Linked DNA regions of Pan troglodytes: regions 2 and 3 are each linked to region 1. A link is a contact called in public Hi-C and HiChIP or PLAC-seq data. All regions are on one chromosome and are shown on one strand. Each heading gives the region's core, a stretch centred on a gene start, on an enhancer-like site or on the middle of the called end of the contact. The rest is flanking DNA. Distances are from core to core; before and after follow the strand shown. Region 1 holds the start of SPATA20 (spermatogenesis associated 20). Region 2 holds the start of LOC112206064 (putative ANKRD40 C-terminal-like protein). Region 3 holds the start of LUC7L3 (LUC7 like 3 pre-mRNA splicing factor).

Region 1 (3,532 bases), core at 259-2,758:
CCGACCTCCAGCCCATTCCTTTCTCTGCATCTCTGCTCCCCCATCTCCCCCTGGGTGCTGCTATAGCCTCCTATCTGCCCCTGCTTTCACTCTTGCCCCTTTCCAGTTCATTCTCCACTGGGAAGCTGGTGGGATCTTTCCAAAACACAGATCCAACTGGGTAACCCTCCTGACTAAAGCCTTTCAATAGCTTGCTTCTACTGTCATCAAAAATCCCCTTCTCTGGCCAGGCACGGTGGCTCATACCTGTAATCCCAGCACTTGGGAGGCTGAGGCAGATGGATCACTTGAGGTCAGGAGTTTGAGACCAGCCTAGGCAACATGGCGAAACCCCGTCTCTACTAAAAATACAAAAATTAGCTGGGCATGGTGGCGCGCTCCTGTAGTCCCAGCTACTTGGAAGGCTGAGGCACAAGAATCGCTTGAACCTAGGAGGTGGAGGTTGCAGAGAGCCAAGATCCACTGCACTCCAGCCTGGGCAACAGAGTGAGACTCTGGCTAAAAAAAAATTGGGTCGGGTATGGTGGCTCATGCCTGTAATCCCAGCACTTTGGGAGGCCGAGGCAGATGGATCACCTGAGGTCAGGAGTTCGAGACCAGCCTTGAACCCAGGATGCGGAGGTTGCAGTGAGCCGAGATCACACCACTGCACTCCAGCCTGGGTGACAGAGCGAGACTCTGTCTCAAAAAATAAAAATCCCCTTCTTACAGTTCACGAGTGTCTCCAAGATCTTGCCTCTGCCCTCATCTACTGCCTGTCTTCCCTCTTTCTGCAGTTGCTCAGCCCTGACTCACTGACAAGCCACGGGACCTTTGCACAAACTGTACCTCTGCCTCCTTCCCCAGCACTCCCCCTGAGCACCCTCCAAGTTCCTTTCTCTCGTTCTTCATGGCTTCACAAATGTGATTTCCTCAGGGAAGCCTTCATCCTTTGCCCCTTCCACCAGATCAGGTCACTTGTTACGTTATACCCTCACGGACTTGTCACGTGGGTGTTTATCGGTATGGCTGTCGAATTAGCATCTGCCGCTCTCAACAGACTGTGAGCCATGTGAGGGCAGGAGCCTTGTTTCTCTCTGCCCACCATTGTATACTCAGTGCCTTGCAGAGTGGCAGGCGGCAGGCACTTAATAAATATTGGCTGAATGTAGCCAATGAGGCCATGTGTAACCTATGAGACATAAAATGGGCTCATCAGTATTATTTAAGGAAGGCTTCCTGGAGTGGGTAGGATTTGAGTAGGACCTAGAGACGAGGAGGCTGCAAAAAGCAAAGCTTGTTAGCTGGTGGACCTGGCCAAGGTACGCCTTCGCCTTGGATCTCATTTCTCATTTGTAAAATGGGCAGGGGTTGGACAAAATGAGCTGAAGCTCTGGCATCCCATGGCCCTAGCATCTCCCAGCCCTAGATCCCACAACTCTCCCTATTCCCTTGAGAAGGGCTGTCCTCCCCAGGCAGGGGCAGAGCCCAGTTTTATGCACAGAATGGGTCCTCCCAAGGCCCGGGTGCCTGATCTGCAATTCTGCGCTCCGCCGCAGGGCGACGCTCGGAGACCAGCCACACTGTCCCAAGTCCCGGCGAAGACCCGCCCGCGGCTCCGTAGGTGCCCGGCCCGCCCCTCGCAGCCTCCTGCCTTCCCTTCCTGTCCTCAGCGGCCGGGCCCACGGCCCCGAGCAGCCATGCTGGGCGCGCGGGCCTGGTTGGGCCGCGTCCTTCTGCTGCCCCGCGCCGGTGCAGGCCTCGCCGCGAGCCGCAGGTACGGGCGGGCGAGCGGGCCCCTAGGGCACTCCCTGCGCCTGCCTGCGGGCCCAGTGGAGGGTCTTCCGGACACCGGTCCCCAGTGCCAGTCTGGACCACCCCTGCATGCCTGGCCCTTCCCCCACCCCACCTCCGGTCTGCTCCTGAGACCTGGCCCTGGCTGTAAGGCCCTCCTCCCCTCCCTTCCCGTCCTCATCCCTTCCCTCCTCTCCCCTTCCTTCCAGTGCAGTGCCAGCTCCTCAGGGACTGTTCTGACACTGCTTCCAGGAAGCCTTCCTTGCACCCCAGTGCTGGATGCTGGGTCAAGGGCCTTTCTCCAATAGTACCCTGTGCCCTGTCACAGTCCTTTATTGCTGCATGGACCTTTCGTTATTTAGGTCTGCCTGCAGTCCCATTTCCAGGCTGAACTCCCTGAGGTCTCTGATTCCCTAGGTGTCCTGGAGTCTGGCCCAGGACCTGGCCCCACAGGAGTCCCAGCAGGTGGGCGTTGAGTGAGGGAGTCCCCATGTCTGGTTTCCTCTGTTTGTCCCTCACCTGGTCCAGTCCCAGACCCTACTGATCTTGGCCTGTCCAGCCACCAGCAGTAGGCTGCCTTCCAGTGGGGCCACACCCAGGCCTGCCAGAGAGATGCCTCCAAGCAGCTGCTCCAGGAAGGGCCGGGGGAGGGGCCTGGGGAGGGGTAAGAATGGAGCCCCAAGAATCATTCTGCCCATTGTGACCCGCCCTGACCTCACAGCCATCCTTCCCACCGCCAGGCCCAGGAGGTTGGGGGAGACTAACCTGGCAAGGAGCCCCCAATGAGCCACCTCTCCTCACCCCCCAAAAAACATAAGGGGGAGCGCAAAGGCCACAGTCTCCCCCATGGTTCAGAAAGGTGGGTTGGGCTGGGAGCAGGGGTCCTACTGGGGTGCTGAGTGAAATGGAGCAGGCGCTGGGGGGCCTGGGAGAAGGTGGGTGGAGGCCGCTGGCTTGCCTGACGCACCAGTCCTCGCCAGGGGTAGCTCCTCCCGGGACAAGGACCGAAGTGCGACGGTCAGTAGTTCAGTGCCCATGCCTGCTGGAGGGAAGGGAAGCCATCCTTCATCTACACCCCAGAGGGTCCCCAACCGCCTGATCCACGAGAAGTCACCATACCTCCTACAACATGCCTACAATCCTGTGGACTGGTGAGCACCTCTCCTGGGGCCCTGCCTGGAATCGCTGGGGTCCTGGGCCCCTCCCAGACCCCCTGGGCTACTGAGTGATGCCCCACCCTGCTGGGTCTAGGTACCCCTGGGGACAGGAAGCCTTCGACAAGGCCAGGAAGGAAAACAAGCCGATTTTCCTCTCAGGTAATGCTCCCACCTTCCCTGATGTGGGGGTGTGGGCAGGGAGCGGCAGTGGATGGGGGAGGGTCCTCTCGGCCTGGCGGGTCTTCCAGGAGACTAGAGGCCAGGACGTCTTCCATGTAGCCAGGGCCACTTGGCCAGCCTCCCTCTGACCCGTTGCTGGCCCCCTGACCTCTCCCCATGGCCCTGTTCAGTCGGGTACTCCACCTGCCACTGGTGCCACATGATGGAAGAGGAGTCCTTCCAGAATGAGGAGATCGGCCGCCTGCTCAGTGAGGACTTTGTGAGTGTGAAGGTAGACCGTGAGGAGCGGCCTGACGTGGACAAGGTGTACATGATGTTCGTGCAGGTGAGCAGCCCTCCTCGGGAGTGTATGCGCCACATGGGCTCAGAGCAGCTCCCCTCACCCTCGCCCTCTCTCCGCCAGGCCACCAGCAGCGGCGGGG
Region 2 (3,532 bases), core at 321-2,820, 220 kb after region 1:
AGGTTTTGGTCTTTGTCCTAAAACACCACCAAGCCATTCTGGTTTTTAGCAGAGAGCTGTCATAATCAGACTTGCATTCTGGAAAAGAGAAAAGCCTCACTGTCCCCAAAAGAATCCTGTGGGGTATGCACATTATTATTTTCATTTGCAGACAGGAAAATTGAGGCTGAAAGGGGAAGTAGTTTGTTCAGGTTGGTAAATGGCCAGATATGGATGTGACCAGGGCCAACTACATAATTTGCAAAGCCGAGTGCAAAAGGAAAATGAAGAGGAAGCCAATTTCCCCTTCTCACAGCCGCTGCTCTAACCCAGGGCAAATGGGTGACGCCCAAGGTATTGCGACCTCCCCACTTGAATGCACCAACTAGCTGGATGGGGGTGGGTGAGAGTGTCCAGGGCTGCCTGCCACTCCTCAACTTCTGATCCTTGTTTTGCCTGGGCAAAGGTGACAGCGGAATGAGGGACTCTGGCAGAGGGTTACAGCAGTGGTGGGGCTGGTCTGGGTGTGGAGACCATATGTATGAGCTGAGGCTCCAACTCCCAATCCTGGCACATGCTCCATTGTCCCATCGGACACCACTTACAAAACAAGTTCAGGGCTAAAATTATGACACATTTCAAGTCAACAATCACAGAATGTTGAACCCCAAGCCCAGGGCCTTTCTGAATGCAAGGCCCTGGGCAGCTGCACTGATCACAGCCTTATGAAGTCAGCCCTGTTTGTGCCACCCTGCCAGATGCCTCCAAGGAGATGAGACACTCCTGCCCAACTCAGCCCCTTCCCAGGACAGGAATAATGTCCCCTCCCCTAGTGAGCAGGGATCTGCAGTCTTCTCTTTGCCTTTCAATTCTGGGCCCTGGAGGTGGCTCAGGGCTGTGGCTCCTTCTCAGGCAGCCCCTGTAGCAGCTGGGCCCCAGCCCACCTGCCAGTACCTGACCTGATGTCGATACCTGATAGAGATACCAGAACCTGACCTGAAACGAGGCCTTCCTGCCTCACTGCTAACTCACCCAACACACAGCCCGAGAACTTTCCCTGCCCCATCCACTACGTTTGAAAGCATTTTCTTCTGTGGTCAATGTGTCAGCTCTGTGAATGGACAGAGTCTCATAGAGGTCACAAAGCATGCCCTTTGCACTCAGGCAGATTTGGGTCTGAATTCCTCTGCCACTTAGTAGCTTTGACACCTTGGGCAAGTTACATAACCTCTCTGATCTGAAAATGAGGTTAACAATCCTACCTCACCAGATTGTAAGAAGTCAATGAGAAAGTACACAGAAGGTACAACTTCCTAGCAGTTGTGAGCACCAGTAATTGCCAGCTGCTATTATTATTTATTGTAGCTATAGACACTTGCTTCCTTCTGAAAGGACCTTTGGTCTAGTTGCTCTGCTCTTCACTAGCCCACTGGCAGAGTGGCGGAGGCCACAGGGCACTGCTGGCCACAGCATGACCCGTGTCCCAGCCTTCCCCAGCCCCCTGTCCCATCCTCCTTGAGGACCATGTTGGGAACAGGACTCCCAGACTCACCTGCTGGCTTCTCCCCGATGTCCTGTTCCAGTTCAGCCATGAGTCACCTCTAGTCCGTCAGATGTGCAGCCCCTCTCGCATTTATGCGCAAGCTCCCAACCAAATAAAAAGCGCTTTCTACAGCCTCAGCACGTCTGTCTGCAAGGCAACAACAGTGTGTTCTTGCCAGCCCAGTGAGATAGAGCAGGGTCATTTTTATTTTATAGATAGGGAAAAGGAGGCTCCAGTGTGTGGCATGATTTGCACAGGGTGAGGCCAGTGAAGGAAGGTGCTGAAGTAAGGCTCCAGACTCTCTTCTCAGGCTGTCTCCACTGGAAGACGGTGCAGGCCAGTAGTACTCACCTGAGGGAATGGTGCCCTTCGGAGGGGAGGCCAGAGAGGCACAGCAGGCACCCAGCCAGACCCGAGAAGGGGGCCAGGCCCTCTTTCTTGGAAAAGGTTGGTAGCTTCTACATCAGGGGTAAGAAAAACCAAACACTTAGTTTCTCGGTTTGAATGGACTCCTCCTCCCCATTTCACTGTCTTTCCTCCCAGCCCCTTCCTCAGCAGCTGTGCATGACAAGAAAGAAGCAGAAAGACCCCTCCATACCTGGGAAAATGACCTTGGTGATGATCCTGGATCCCCTGATTGTAGACATCAAAATGGAGGAGGCAGAGGCTGGAGCAGGAGGTTCAGCGAAGAATGGGTGGGGAGGGTCAAAGTCCCCAGGGAGGCTGCTGCCTCAAAGGCAGGCTGAAGACAGGAGGAGGTGCACAGATAGGAACCCAGATGTTCGGGTAACGCTCACATTTCATTTAACCCTCCAATGACAAAAGACGGGCAAACAGACGGGGCATCAGGGTGGGCCTCAGCATCAAAAAACTGGAGGGAGCTGGCTGGGTGCGGTGGCTCACGCCTGTAATCCTAGCACTTTGGGAGGCTGAGGCGGGTGGATTGCCGGAGCTCAGGAGTTCGAGACCAGCCTGGGCAACTCGATGAAACCCCGTCTCTACTAAAATACAAAAAATTAGCTGGGTGTGGTGACGTGCGCCTATAATCCCAGCTACTCAGGAGGCTGAGACAGGAGAATCGCTTGAACCTGGGAGGCAGATGTTGCAGTGAGCCGAGATCACACCATTGCACTCCAGTCTTGGTGACAGAGCAAGACTCCATCTCAAAAAATAAATAAATAAATAAATAAACACTAAAAAAAAAAACCATAAACCAAACAACAACAACAAAAAACCAAAAAAAAAAAAAAAAAAAAAAGCTGGAGGGAGCTCTGGAGATCGCAGCCCCCCGGCTCTCAAACATGGTGTGCATTGAAGTCACCTGGGAAGCTTTAAAAACCGTGGATGCCCAGGTCCCACCCTATAAAGTCTGACTTAGTTGGTCTGGATGCAATCAGAGCCCCAGAACTTTCGAAAGGTTCCCAGCTGATTTCAATGTGCAGCCAAGACTGTGAACCACTGATTTGGCCAAACTGCTTAAAGGAGCAAACAGGGAAACTGAGGCCTTAGTAAGTGAAATGTTTACCACTAGTCACGTGGCCAGCCAGGCACAGGCCTGGCACTGGACCTGGGTCACCTGGCTGCCAGGCCGACGCTGTCTTCCCAGCATGCTGGCGTGTCTTTCTGCAAGAACAGGGGAAGGGCAGGGTGGGGCAATGGAGAGGCGGAAGTAGCAGGGATCCCCTGGCCTGGACTCCTGAGAAAATGCACTTTGGCCAGCCTGGCTGCCAGGGTGTGGTCAGCCATAAAAAAGGCATCCTGAACCTCCTCCCCTGAGTGGGTGTGGCTACAGGTGCAGGGGAACTGTAGATGAAAAGGCTTGACACTTGAGGGAAAGCCTCAGTTCATTCTCATTTTGCTCACCTGTTCGGTCCATTCATTCACTCACTCCCCATTCACTGATTCACTCATTCACTCACACGTTCACTCAACAACACTCATTTTTTTCTTATTTAGGGGAACACACGTTCTTCTTTTAATTCATTTTATTTTTTGAGAAGGAGTTTCGCT
Region 3 (3,532 bases), core at 775-3,274, 160 kb after region 1:
CTCCAGCCTGGGCGAGAGTGCGAGACTCCGTCTCAAAAAAAAAAAAAAAAAGAACCCTATCCTATCTGTACTGCAAAGCAAGTTCAATAAATGTTAGCTATTTATGCTTCATCTCATTAAGGGCTCACAATACTCTTCTGGAACAAGCAGAAAATGAAGCATCTCGGGCAAAGTCCCATAGCTAGGCAGGAATGGAGGAGAACCTGCACGAAAGACCAGGCTCCTTCTACACAACACCGCCTCCCAGTGCCAAAATGGTAATTCACAGCTTTGAACCAGAGGAATGCTGAGAAAAGGTTACATACACAACAGCAAGTTTGCAAAGACCTGTAAAAAAAAAAAAAAAAAACAGAACAAAAAGGTAGTATCCACTGTTTCCTGGCCTTCTGGACAGCTGTCCAGGCTGTTTTCTTTAGGGAAATTAGGTAGAAAAAAAATTTTTTTTGAGACTGGGGTCTCGCTATGTTGCCCAGGCTGGTCTCAAACTTCTGGACTCCAGTGATCCTCCTGCCTTGGCCTCCCAAAGTGCTGGGATTACAGGCGTGAGCCACCAGGTCCCACCAGGAAGATAGATTTTTTTTTTTTTTTTTTTTTTTTTGAGACAGAGTCTCGCTCTGCCACCAGCCTGGAGTGCAGTGGTGTGATCTTGGCTCATTTCAACCTCCAACTCCCTGGTTCAAGTGATTCTCCTGCTGCAGCATCCCAAGTAGCTGGGATGACAGGCACACGCCGCTACCCCTGGCTAATTTTTGTATCTTTAGAAGAGACAGGGTTTCACCATGTTGGCCAGAATGGTCTTGAACTCCTGACATCATGATCTGCCCACCTTGGCCTCCCAAAGTGCTGAGATTACAGGCGTCAGCCACCGCGCCGGGTCCAGGTAGGTAGACTTTTGAGGCAGTCTGGAAACCATGGTTCTGGTGCTATCATATTAATAGTTATGTGGCCTAGGGCAAGTTATTCTCTGTGGTTGAGCCTCTCTCCATTGTCCCTTGTTCCAAATGGATGATTCCACTTAAAAAAACAAAATGTAAACTCACTTTTTTTTTTTTTTTGAGGTAGAGTCTTGCTCTGTCACCCAGGCTGGAGTGCAGTGGTGCAATCTTGGCTTACTGCAACCTCCGCCTCCCAGGTTCAAGTGATTCTCCTGCCTCAGCCTCCCAAGCAGCTGAGACTACAGGCATGCACCACCACGCCCAGCTAATTTTTGTATTTTTAGTAGAGATGGGGTTTCATCATGTTGGCCAGGATGGTCTTGATCTCCTGACCTTGTGATCCGCCCACCTCAGCCTCCCAAAGTGCTACTCACTTTAACTCTAAGCTAGCAAAATAGTCTGGCTAAGCATTACTGAATCAAAATTTTAAATATTAAATGCAGAGAGCGGAATAATGCCACATTCAGTAACTTCCTGTTTTGACCACCAGCAACATCTTAAGATGAGACTCCTATTTAATTGGGAAGAATTCAATCTGCAGGCAGACATCTAAAGTCTTGGGTGACATTCTGTATTTGAAATTGTAATAAGAAAACTGGCCAGGAACGGTAGGCTCACATCTGTAATCCCAGCACTTTTGGAGGCCGAGGCGGGTGGATCACCTGAGGCCAGGAGTTTGAGACCAACCTGGCCCCATCTCTACCAAAAATACCAAAAAAAAAAAAAAAAATAGCCGGGTGTGGGGGCGCGTGCCTGTATTCCCAGCTATTTGGGAGGCTGTGGCAGGAGGATCACCTGAGCCGGGGAGGTAGAAGTTGCAGTGAGCCGAGACTATGCCACTGCACTCCACCCTGGGCGACAGGGCAAGACCCTGTCTCAAAAAAAAAAAAAAAAAAAAGGAAAAGAAAGAAAATAATCGATAGGATAAACAAATGAGTTTTCCCTCAAACAGGCAACTGTAGGCAGCAGCAGCAAATCGGTTGCAGTGAAACAACAGAGAAGCAGAATGGTGATGCAAATGTGTTTTTTTTTTCCTGGTCTTGGCTAAGGAAATCGTGCTAGTTTATAAAATTCATATTTGCTCAGTTGCTTATGCTTTTAGCTCTGCAAGATGCGTTCTCCAGAAGGACCTACGGCAAATTAACTCAACACTCGAATTGGGGTGAGCTCCAACGCATAGTCGCTGAGAATCACTGCCTCCAGCACCGCTCTGACCAAGTGAGCCGGGAGCGCGGGGGAAGGGGGTAGGGCACCAGAGTCCCAGTGGGCGCTGCCCCGAGTGGACCACGTGGGCCGGGATTTGGGCAGGACGCGCTCCCGACCGCACGAGGCATGGGGACGAGGGCTGGCCTCAAGAGGGCACAATCTCGGAGGCCCGAGGTGGCAGGCCTCGCCGTAGCCAGGCGTCCAGCGCTGGGCCCAGGTCGCGACTGACTGCCCCACGCCTTCCGACCGGCTGCCCTGACCCTAGGCCTCCCCCGCTCCCCACTTACCAGCCGTTGACCTCATTTTGGGAGTTCACATCCACCCCGCTCTCCACCAGTTTCTGCACCTCCCGAATGTCCCCTAAGGCCGCGGCCTCCCGCAGCCTCTCCTGCTGCTCCTTCTGCTCTAGGAGGGCGTTCATCTTCCCACAGCCCCAGGCCCCCGCCCAGGCCCGCCTGCCCCGCCCCGCCCGCGGCCTGTCAGCGCCGCCGCCGTCGCCGCGGCCCGCTCCCGGCCATGGGGAGGGAGCGCGGAACTCGTCCGCCCTGCTCGCCCCGCTGCCAGCGCCAGTCCCGGGACTTCCGCTCCCTCCCGCGGGCCGCCCCTGCTGCTCCCGGCCCGCAGGCCCAGGCCTCCTCCCGGGCCGCGCCTCCCGAAGGCCGGCTCCGGGGGACCCTGTTCAGTGTGACAACGCTGACCCAGATATTTTCCGTTCCGACCCGGGGCTCCGGCGCCCGGGCTGGCTGTTTATGTAACTACTGCACAATATTATATGCCATGATTCATTGACTATTTTTAGACTTCCCCACCCCGCAGTTTCAAGGGAGGAGGACAAGACACATGAAAAGAGAAAAAAGCATAGCTGAGAGCCAGAAAAGCCTTATCCTCTGGTGCAGGCTGTTTACCAGGCATCCAAAATAATTGGTGGGTTCTTTTTGTTGGGATTTGGGGTTTTTTTGTTATTTTCCCCCAGTTTGGTTGGCTCCTTTTCCTTATCTGAGCCAATTCTTGCCCAGCAGGATAGGGAAATGGGCTGAAAACGATCCTACTATAATACGCCCATTATTACAGAGATAGATTACACTCTTCTTCTTTTTGACAGTGCTTGGGGACAATTCAGTTAGAATATTTATTTCAATTGTTGTTGTTTTACATCTCATTTTAGACAGGATTTCTTCTAACCTGGCTTTCAGGAAAAATATTTATATTGTGCTCACAGTTTATGAACTGTAATTACTGCTAACAGATTGTAATTAGTTACTCTTCATGAAGGCCATATAAGGAGAAAAGAAAGGAAAAACACCAAAGAGGCTTTGGAGGTGTCCTGGTCCTGATTCCAAGTGCTCTGGGAAGAGCTGTGGTGTACATGTAAACAGCATTTTGCTTCACTT

What was found. Hi-C and Micro-C count contacts between places; a contact is called where the count stands out from the background. HiChIP or PLAC-seq counts read pairs in DNA pulled down with a chosen protein or histone mark.
Region 2: a Hi-C map of stem cell-derived neural progenitor cells shows a contact between it and region 1, with 4 times the contacts expected there. The contact joins the promoter of LOC112206064 here to the promoter of SPATA20 in region 1. A contact is called at or near these places in 1 of 7 Hi-C or Micro-C datasets (stem cell-derived neural progenitor cells) and 1 of 1 datasets of contacts at active chromatin or transcription factors (stem cell-derived excitatory neurons).
Region 3: a contact with region 1 is called in an H3K4me3 HiChIP or PLAC-seq map of stem cell-derived excitatory neurons, with 4 times the contacts expected there. The contact joins the promoter of LUC7L3 here to the promoter of SPATA20 in region 1. A contact is called at or near these places in 4 of 7 Hi-C or Micro-C datasets (blood, induced pluripotent stem cells and stem cell-derived neural progenitor cells), 1 of 1 datasets of contacts at active chromatin or transcription factors (stem cell-derived excitatory neurons) and 1 of 1 other capture datasets (stem cell-derived neural stem cells).

The regions. Positions count from the first base shown.
Region 1 is chr19:63,686,890-63,690,421 of NHGRI_mPanTro3-v2.0_pri, forward strand. It overlaps SPATA20 (spermatogenesis associated 20), which reads left to right and starts at 1,509. Exons shown (of 17, transcript XM_511882.6): 1 at 1,509-1,756; 2 at 2,191-2,238; 3 at 2,754-2,924; 4 at 3,025-3,089; 5 at 3,281-3,435; 6 at 3,514-3,532. The coding sequence starts at 1,680.
Region 2 is chr19:63,907,015-63,910,546 of NHGRI_mPanTro3-v2.0_pri, forward strand. LOC112206064 (putative ANKRD40 C-terminal-like protein) reads right to left here and starts at 1,571. Exons shown (of 4, transcript XM_024350521.2): 1 at 1,532-1,571. The coding sequence starts at 1,571.
Region 3 is chr19:63,846,946-63,850,477 of NHGRI_mPanTro3-v2.0_pri, forward strand. LUC7L3 (LUC7 like 3 pre-mRNA splicing factor) reads left to right here and starts at 2,025. Exons shown (of 14, transcript XR_010153329.1): 1 at 2,025-2,153. It overlaps ANKRD40 (ankyrin repeat domain 40), which reads right to left and starts at 2,833. Exons shown (of 5, transcript XM_511885.7): 1 at 2,429-2,833. The coding sequence starts at 2,562.